Linked DNA regions of Mus musculus: region 2 is linked to region 1. A link is a contact called in public Hi-C data. All regions are on one chromosome and are shown on one strand. The core of a region is the stretch at or near the end of the contact, and the rest is flanking DNA. Distances in the headings are between cores, read along the strand shown. Region 1 holds the start of Mccc1 (methylcrotonoyl-Coenzyme A carboxylase 1 (alpha)). Region 2 holds the start of Pgrmc2 (progesterone receptor membrane component 2).

What was found. Hi-C and Micro-C count contacts between places; a contact is called where the count stands out from the background.
Region 2: a contact with region 1 is called in a Hi-C map of muscle stem cells, with 4 times the contacts expected there. The contact joins the promoter of Pgrmc2 here to the promoter of Mccc1 in region 1. A contact is called at or near these places in 1 of 39 promoter capture datasets (pre-B cells) and 2 of 484 Hi-C or Micro-C datasets (CD4 T cells and muscle stem cells).

What each region holds. Positions count from the first base shown.
Region 1 is chr3:35,998,539-36,002,301 of GRCm38.p6, reverse strand. It overlaps Mccc1 (methylcrotonoyl-Coenzyme A carboxylase 1 (alpha)), which reads left to right and starts at 1,624. Exons shown (of 19, transcript NM_023644.4): 1 at 1,624-1,821. The coding sequence starts at 1,745. It overlaps Mccc1os (methylcrotonoyl-Coenzyme A carboxylase 1 (alpha), opposite strand), which reads right to left and starts at 2,389. Exons shown (of 3, transcript NR_029456.1): 1 at 1,591-2,389.
Region 2 is chr3:41,081,274-41,085,014 of GRCm38.p6, reverse strand. Pgrmc2 (progesterone receptor membrane component 2) reads left to right here and starts at 1,969. Exons shown (of 3, transcript NM_027558.1): 1 at 1,969-2,420. The coding sequence starts at 2,021.

The DNA of each region.
Region 1 (3,763 bases), core at 375-2,874:
TTCCAGGACAGCCAGGGACATATATATATATATATATATATATATATATATATATATATATACACACACACACACATATATATATATATATATACACACACACACATATATACACACACACACACACACACACACACACACACACACACATATATATATATAATCAAGACCAGTGTGGTGGTGCACACATTCAGTCCTAGCCCTTGGGAGGCAGAGGCAGGCTCTCAAACTCTGTGAGTTAGAAGTCAGCCTGGTCTACATAGTGAGTTCCAGGACAGTCAGGGCTACATAGAGAGACCGTGTCTCAAAAAGAAAAAAAAAAAAAGTCATGTGAGATTTTTTTCCTCTTTATTTCTTGCTTATTTGGAGGCCATGTTCACTTTTTTGCTGTTTTAAATATATATCTTACATTCATTTTAAGTACAAGATGAAAACAATTTCTCCCCACGCCCAGAAAACAGTGTGTGGTTTTTTTTTTTTTTTTTTTTTTTTAATATGGAACTCTTCACACCTGAAACAGCGTAAAAGTAAACAACTAAATGAAAACCTGAGGAAATATTAACCTCTATAACTAGAGTTCTTATAACTCTGTAGGAAAAAAAGATATCCAGCCACACAAACAAAGCCAGTGGCAAGTACTCCCAGGGACGTTTTGAAACTATGTGATGACTCTACCGATAAAAGTCTAAACTTACTCAATATAAGATATCCTTCCTGAAGGAAGGAATTCATTTCTGGTGAACTCCAGAGGGATGGGTTCTCTTTTGCTGGCCAATGGGCCAGATAAGTAGGAACCTTCTCGAAAATACACAAGCAAGCCAATTTGTATCCAGACTTTCTAAAAGTTCGAATCTTTCAAGAAAACATCTTAGATTTTAAAGACAGGTGCAGGACTACTAGCCCAGACTGGTCTCGAACTTGGTCTGCAGGTTAGGATGGGCTTGAACTCCTGATGTTCCTGCTTCCACTTGTGTCCCCTTATTTCTAATTATTTTCTTAGTTCCTGGATTTATTTGTCCTTTGGTGTTAGTTTTCTGATTTCACTAATTTATTCCTCTTTACATTTGTTTTCCTTCTGCATTTATGTTTGTTTTTCATATCTTATTTATTTTGGTTTTTGAGGGACAGCCTCAACGTATTGCTCAGGCTGGCCTGGGACTCACTGTCTAGTCAATCCTGTCACTTACTACAATCCTTCTGCTTCAGCTTCTGGGATTGCAAATATGCGCCACTACGTCCCATTTAGTTTTTGCACTTATAACCCTTCGATTGGCTGTTTCACTTACTGTGTTTTTCTCCCCCATATGAGCTCTGCCTCAGCTGTATCAAATACCTACACATAGCTTTTACTGTGTCTTTGTTTCCTGCCACGCAGTTTCCACTGCCCCTTTTTCCTGATGTTTAGTGAGAAAGCTTGCATTTTGCTTGAGTGGTGGTTTGAGGGGCTGTGCATTTTCCTCTCATGCTCTGTGCTAAAAAAAAAAAAAAAGAAAAAAAAAAAAACCTGGCCCCGCCCCTCCAGATGGAGCCCAGCCCCTCACAGTTCACTCCCCACCCCCCAGGCACATGGTCCAATCAGCCAATCGGTACCTTGAAACACCCAGTTTTGTGATTGGCTCTTGCGGAGACGCCTACTTGCTCTTCGGAGCTACGGTGGCGGATCGGGGACAAGAAGCTTGCGCAGGGAGGGACGCTTTCAAGAATAAGCCAAGCAGCTTTTGGAATCCAGCAGAACAGCGCGGAGATGGCGGCGGCGGCGTTGTTGGCTGCGGTGGACAGGAACCAGTTGCGACGGGTCCCGATCCTGCTGCTGCAGCCGAGGTGACTCAGGGGTACTGCCGGTCCGTGCGCGGCCCGGATGCGAGGCGCTGGGTCACGTGAGAGCAGCCCTTTAAGTGCCTGTGTGTAGTTTTGGTAGGCGCTGTCCCACTTCAGTCTTTGGCTCTTCCTACAGACTCTGCCACCTTGGCTGGTTTCTGATCTGGGCACCCCGCACGGTGCTGCAACCGAAGATGGCATACGTAGCTAGAGGCTTGCACCAGGACCCCTTTCCCAAAGTCGCTTTCAGCTTAGCTCCCTCATTTTGAGTGCAGTTCAGAGAAGGATTTCTAGAGACCTTTCCCATTGCTGGGAAGAGTCAAATTAATGAGGGGTGAGTTTTGTCGAACGCTCTTGTTCACAAGTTTGAACAAAGCTGGCAGATGACTACCCCGGATCCTTTTGGAAACGAAGCTCCACGCTTTGACAACAGTGAAAACCCCAAGTCATGTAGATAGATTACTTCACCATAATCATCACCTCCTCGCATTCTGAAAAACGTACTGGCCCAAGGGCAAGAACTGCCTGCAGAAGGTTGGGTTCCCAGCTTACCTGTGACCTTGGTCGAGTTACCTAATATCCGTGCTTCAGTTTCTTCTGCTTGGAGGTGATGATACTTGTATCTAGCAGAGGTAATATAAAGACGATACTAACCCCCTCGTATGTCCAAATCAACACGTGGATAAAAATTTAAACACATCATGGTCCATTCAACAAACAGTGGTCGATGCCCTGGATTTTCGGTGAATACTAAAATGTAGGTCTTCACCCTATATTTTAAATAAGAAAGATGGTGAAAGTTGTATTAGTGCTGTTTTTCTTCCTGTGAATTTCCTTAGGTTCCCAAGAATACCACAGAGTCATTCTCCTCTCAAGGCTTAGTTATAGCTGTCATCCTGCTAATAGTTTTTAAAATTAAAACTCTTACCAGCATGAGAATTTTACCTTTTCTTTTTTCTTTCTTTTTACCAGCCATGATTCCTCTAATACCTCAGAGAAAAGAATTTGATTAGTCAGACTCTACCCATGAGAATAGCGGCTGTCTTAATTGGTGAATTATCTCCTGGCAGGCAATTTACTCGTCATGTTTAAATGTTTTGAGATGTAGCAAAAAGAGCTTTGAAAAATGGGATAGAGAAATCAGAACATTGTCAAGATAAAGGATTGCACTTAAGGAGTGTGTCTGACTGCCTGACTCAGTCTTCACTAGCTGAGAGGAAAAAAAAAAAAAAAAACATTTTAGGCTATCAGTGGTCCCAGGTTGGATACATGACAAAGCTGTGATTTCTTAGGCAGGACTGGAAAAGCCTTAAACCCTAACTTACCTGGAGAGGTCAGAGGGGAAAACAATGCTCCAAGCTGAAAAATTCCTTTAAAAGACCAGGAAAGTTAAGTTTTCCTCCTTGAAGAGCAAGAATGTGGGGTGGGCTGAATTGGAAAGATTTGTAAGAGCACCAGTCTCTGAAGAAGCCATCAAGCAGAGCTCTCCCGCCAAAGATGGATGTTTTCCCAGTTGGCTCCAGAGTGACAGCATCTGAGAAAGTGTGCCTCCCAGGATGCTAAGCCTCCGGTGTTCCTCACATGACCCTTGGGAGATACTAGTCCTGCTGGTTGCATAGTTGCATGTAAAGGGTATATGCATATTGTTGCAGTCATATAATATCTAATGTAGCCTGTGATCTTTATGCTTCATGAAGGAACTAAGCTCATAAGTCTCTATATAACCGTGGTCTTGTTTGGGAAAATTGTATACTTTAAAACCGGGCAGTATCTTCAAGATTGCCTCGTATGGAATGGGAGCTGTAGGTTAAGCACTTGGCTAGCATGTTTGTGGTCCTCTAAAACTCAAATTCATCTATTTGTAAAGCTTATTCCTTGCTGTATAAGTTTTCTCATTGGGAGGGTATTAATGAAAAAGAGATCGAGTAACCCCAATGTCAAGCGA
Region 2 (3,741 bases), core at 720-3,219, 5.1 Mb before region 1:
TGGTAGCACCCTCCAAGGGAGCAAGTCTGCACTAGTAAGGAAGAGGTTTTTCCATGTCATAATGCCTTAAGTGACCAGCCATGGCCCCATGTCCAGTACAGTCTTCCCTAAGCACTCCCCAAAGCCATGTAACAAAAGGCAATCTCACTAAACGGTAATGTTTTAAGGAGAGCCTGTGACCCAATTCTGAACAGAAAGATGCCTACTATGAAACCTCCGAGATCCTTTCTTCCTACTGCCATTATTTCAACTGACAGATACTTGAGATTGCTACCACCGTTCTTTCCCAAAACCAGTTTCCATCACTGACATCTCCATTTTCTGTTAGCAAGTCCCACAGGAACTGTGACTTCTAACCCTTCTGGTGACTACTGAGGTTGGCCTGTGCCAATCTGGCTTTACTCCCGTTCTTGCAGTGTAAAGATTATATGGTCACTTACTAATTCTCAATTAAAGACAACAGCTCTGACTCAAAAAAAAAAAAATTCTCAGACTGGGATTGGCAAAATATAGCTTACAGGCTGTTTCTATACCTACTCAGGGGCTGAACCGACTTTAACGTTAAGTGATTTAAAAGTCATAATGATGGGCAAGGGAATGTGCTTGCTGGTATGCAAGTTCATGGCCATCTTCATCTACATATCAAGTGCAAAGCCAATCTGGAACACACTGAACCGTCTCAAAAACAAAAAGACGGTATTTCATGACAAATTCAAATTTCGGTGTCTCTAAGTACATTTTTAATAGAAACACTATCATGCTCATTCTCTATTATTTATGTAACAGTTGGGACAGAGAGACCTTATGGCCCACAGCACCTAAATATATAATCCATTACAGAAAAAAATTTCAGCACCTTCCCCCCCCCCCCCCCCAAAAAAAAGCCACGATGAGTCTTATGTACAATGGCTGGTTTCCCATCCTTTCGAGTGTTAAAACCTCTCTAGGGAAGTTATGATCACCAGTACCGTTAGTGGGTAGGGCTCTCCTGTCCATTGACACTAAAGACAGTTACCTAAAAACTAATAGCAGCCAGAAAAGCCCATCCCTACTTTTCTATACTGTTCACGCCAAAGCCTGAGTCAGCTCCTTTCTGAGTCAGCTCCTTTATGCCGGGTAGCTCACCCCTAGGCTGCCACCATTCGTCTATACCTGTCCCCCACCCCCGGTTGTTCAAAGTTATAAGGAACTGGCCATTCCCTGGATGCATCTTCCTTCCTCACAAGCAGAGTGACAGAAGCCTGTCAAACTAGCTGAGGGCGCGAGATGGGTGGAATTCACACTGGAAAGCACTCTCGCAGGCCCCGAGCAAGGCTATGGAGCTAGAGCCACAGGCTGCTTTATCCGCGCACGCCCACCGCCGGGGAGCAAAGCGCAGAAGAGCTTGCGTCCGACTCCTGTTAGGAGCACTGCCCAAAAGCAGCGTGGGCCGGGACCCGAGTGTCCGGCGCTGCTAGGGCTAGTGCCCGAAGCCCAGCTTCACACGCGGCCCCGCAGCTCACGCTCTATTGCGGCCTCCGCCGTGCGTCGTCACAGACGCGAACCAGCCGTCTCAGAGAGAAGCCGCTTCTGGGCGCACGCGCGCGCAGCAGGGAGGGGTTGCTAAAAAGAGCCCAGCGCGTGGCGTCCCAGGGCCCGCGCACGCGCCCTGACGGCGCTCCGCCCATACGCGCGAGTACGCACGCGCACAGCCGGCTCGGCCCACCCCCCCCCCGCCCCACGCACACTCTATTTTTCTTCAGCCCCGCCCTTCCCTTACACTCCCCAGGCTGAAAGCGTTGGGGCTGTGAGAGCAGGGAAGTGTGGGGCGAGGTGGGCGGGGCGTTGCCCGCGCGCGCTGCCAGCCAGAGCCCGAGCTGCGAGAGCGAAGCCAGACAACGTTACCCAGCCAACAGCCAATAAGCAGCCGGCGCTGCCACGCCCCAGCCCCTCACGTGATTGGCTGAGCGCCGCCTGGTGGGCAGGGCCGCGGGCTTGGGGAGGGCAGGGGGCGGGAGGAGGAAGGCGCTGGCGGGCAGTGATGGCGGCGGGTGATGGGGACGTAAAGCTAAGCACCCTGGGGAGCGGCGGGGAGAGTGGCGGCGACGGGAGCCCGGGTGGCGCCGGAGCGACGGCGGCGAGGAGCAGTTGGGTGGCGGCGCTGCTGGCGACGGGCGGGGAGATGCTGCTGAACGTGGCGCTGGTGGCGCTGGTGCTGCTGGGGGCCTACCGGCTGTGGGTGCGCTGGGGGCGGCGTGGTCTGTGCTCGGGACCCGGGGCGGGCGAGGAGAGCCCGGCCGCCACGCTGCCGCGCATGAAGAAGCGGGACTTCAGCCTGGAGCAGCTGCGCCAGTACGACGGGGCGCGCACGCCGCGCATCCTGCTCGCGGTCAATGGGAAAGTCTTCGACGTGACCAAAGGCAGCAAGTTCTACGGCCCCGGTGAGGAGTGAGGGGTGTCGGGGTGGGGATCCGGGACACCCTATCCCCGCCGCGGCCCCGCTCCTGGACCGCAGCCCCGCGCACGCCCCCAGCTGCGGGCGTCGTGGGGGGCTCAGTGGCGCCCCACAGACCTGCGCTCGGCGTTCCTTGCCTTTCCCAATCCGTATCTCCTCGCAGCTTTTCCTGGGGCTGAAATTCTCAAAATTGTTAAGAGTTGTCTCTAGTCACGTTGGCGTTCAACCTTTCCTCGGAGCGTTTTGATTTCTGGGCTTTGTCGGGGCAAGAGGGCTAAAGTGGCGATCCAAAGTTTTTGGCCCAGTGTTAAGACAGCTTTCTTCTTATTCTGGGTTGTCTGTTTGACACTTGCCTACTTTTTCCCTTCTCCGGACTTGTCTGCCGAGAGTCAGGGCTAGGGACACGTAGTTTCAAGTCCCAAGCCCTGGAGCTCGGTTTCACAACCACCCCGGACTCGTTTTCATTCTTTTTCTAAAAAGTCGGTTTGGGCTCCAAGATGCTTTCCAAGATTAACAACTGTATGTAAAATGAGGACGGACCAGAACGTAAACCTTAATAAGTAAGACTGGCAAAGATATTGGCCCTGAGTGTAGGGGGTGGAGCTCATCTGCCCAGGAGGCAGGCGTGTCTCTTGTCTCCGACTCTCTCAGTCTCTCCCTCCTTCCCTCCTCTCCTTCTTTCTCTGCTAATAGTAAAATAAGTATTCAAATACCCGTTGAAAATAAATTATTGTATTTTCCCTTAGCAGAATGAGACGCCTTGGGGGGGTGAGGGGGGGCACGAACCTAGAAGCGTCGAACTTCTCGCCCCCTGCCCTGCATGTGCTGAAGGTTTTACAACTTTACTTTCAGAAAATTACGTGGAAGGTAGTTGCCGTTAGAGGCCCTTTTGCAGTGTAGTGGTAATCTATATTGCAGATTGTGCAAATAAACTTCAGACCCCGGGTATCTGTTGGTAGCCCATAAAATTGAACAACATTGTGCGGCCTGGTTATGCAGTGCTTAATATTAAACTTTAAAGACAGAAGGGGAGGGGGAGGAGAAGAGAGAGCGTGAGTTGTAAGAATGAAGCTAGAGACCAAAGTGACCCCTTATTGGAAGGTATGCATCCAACTTTTAAGCTAGGTTTCCTTTTAATTTCCTTATTGCCCCTGATTGATTTATTGACACTGAAGACGCTTCTAATTTCTATGCTCAGTTGGATGCTATTTTAGGAGTGTTTTGGTTTGTTGATTGGATTAGAGCTAAGAAACACAAATAAGCATTTGATGTTGGATCTGTTAATCTCTTTGTGTGTGTGTGTGTGT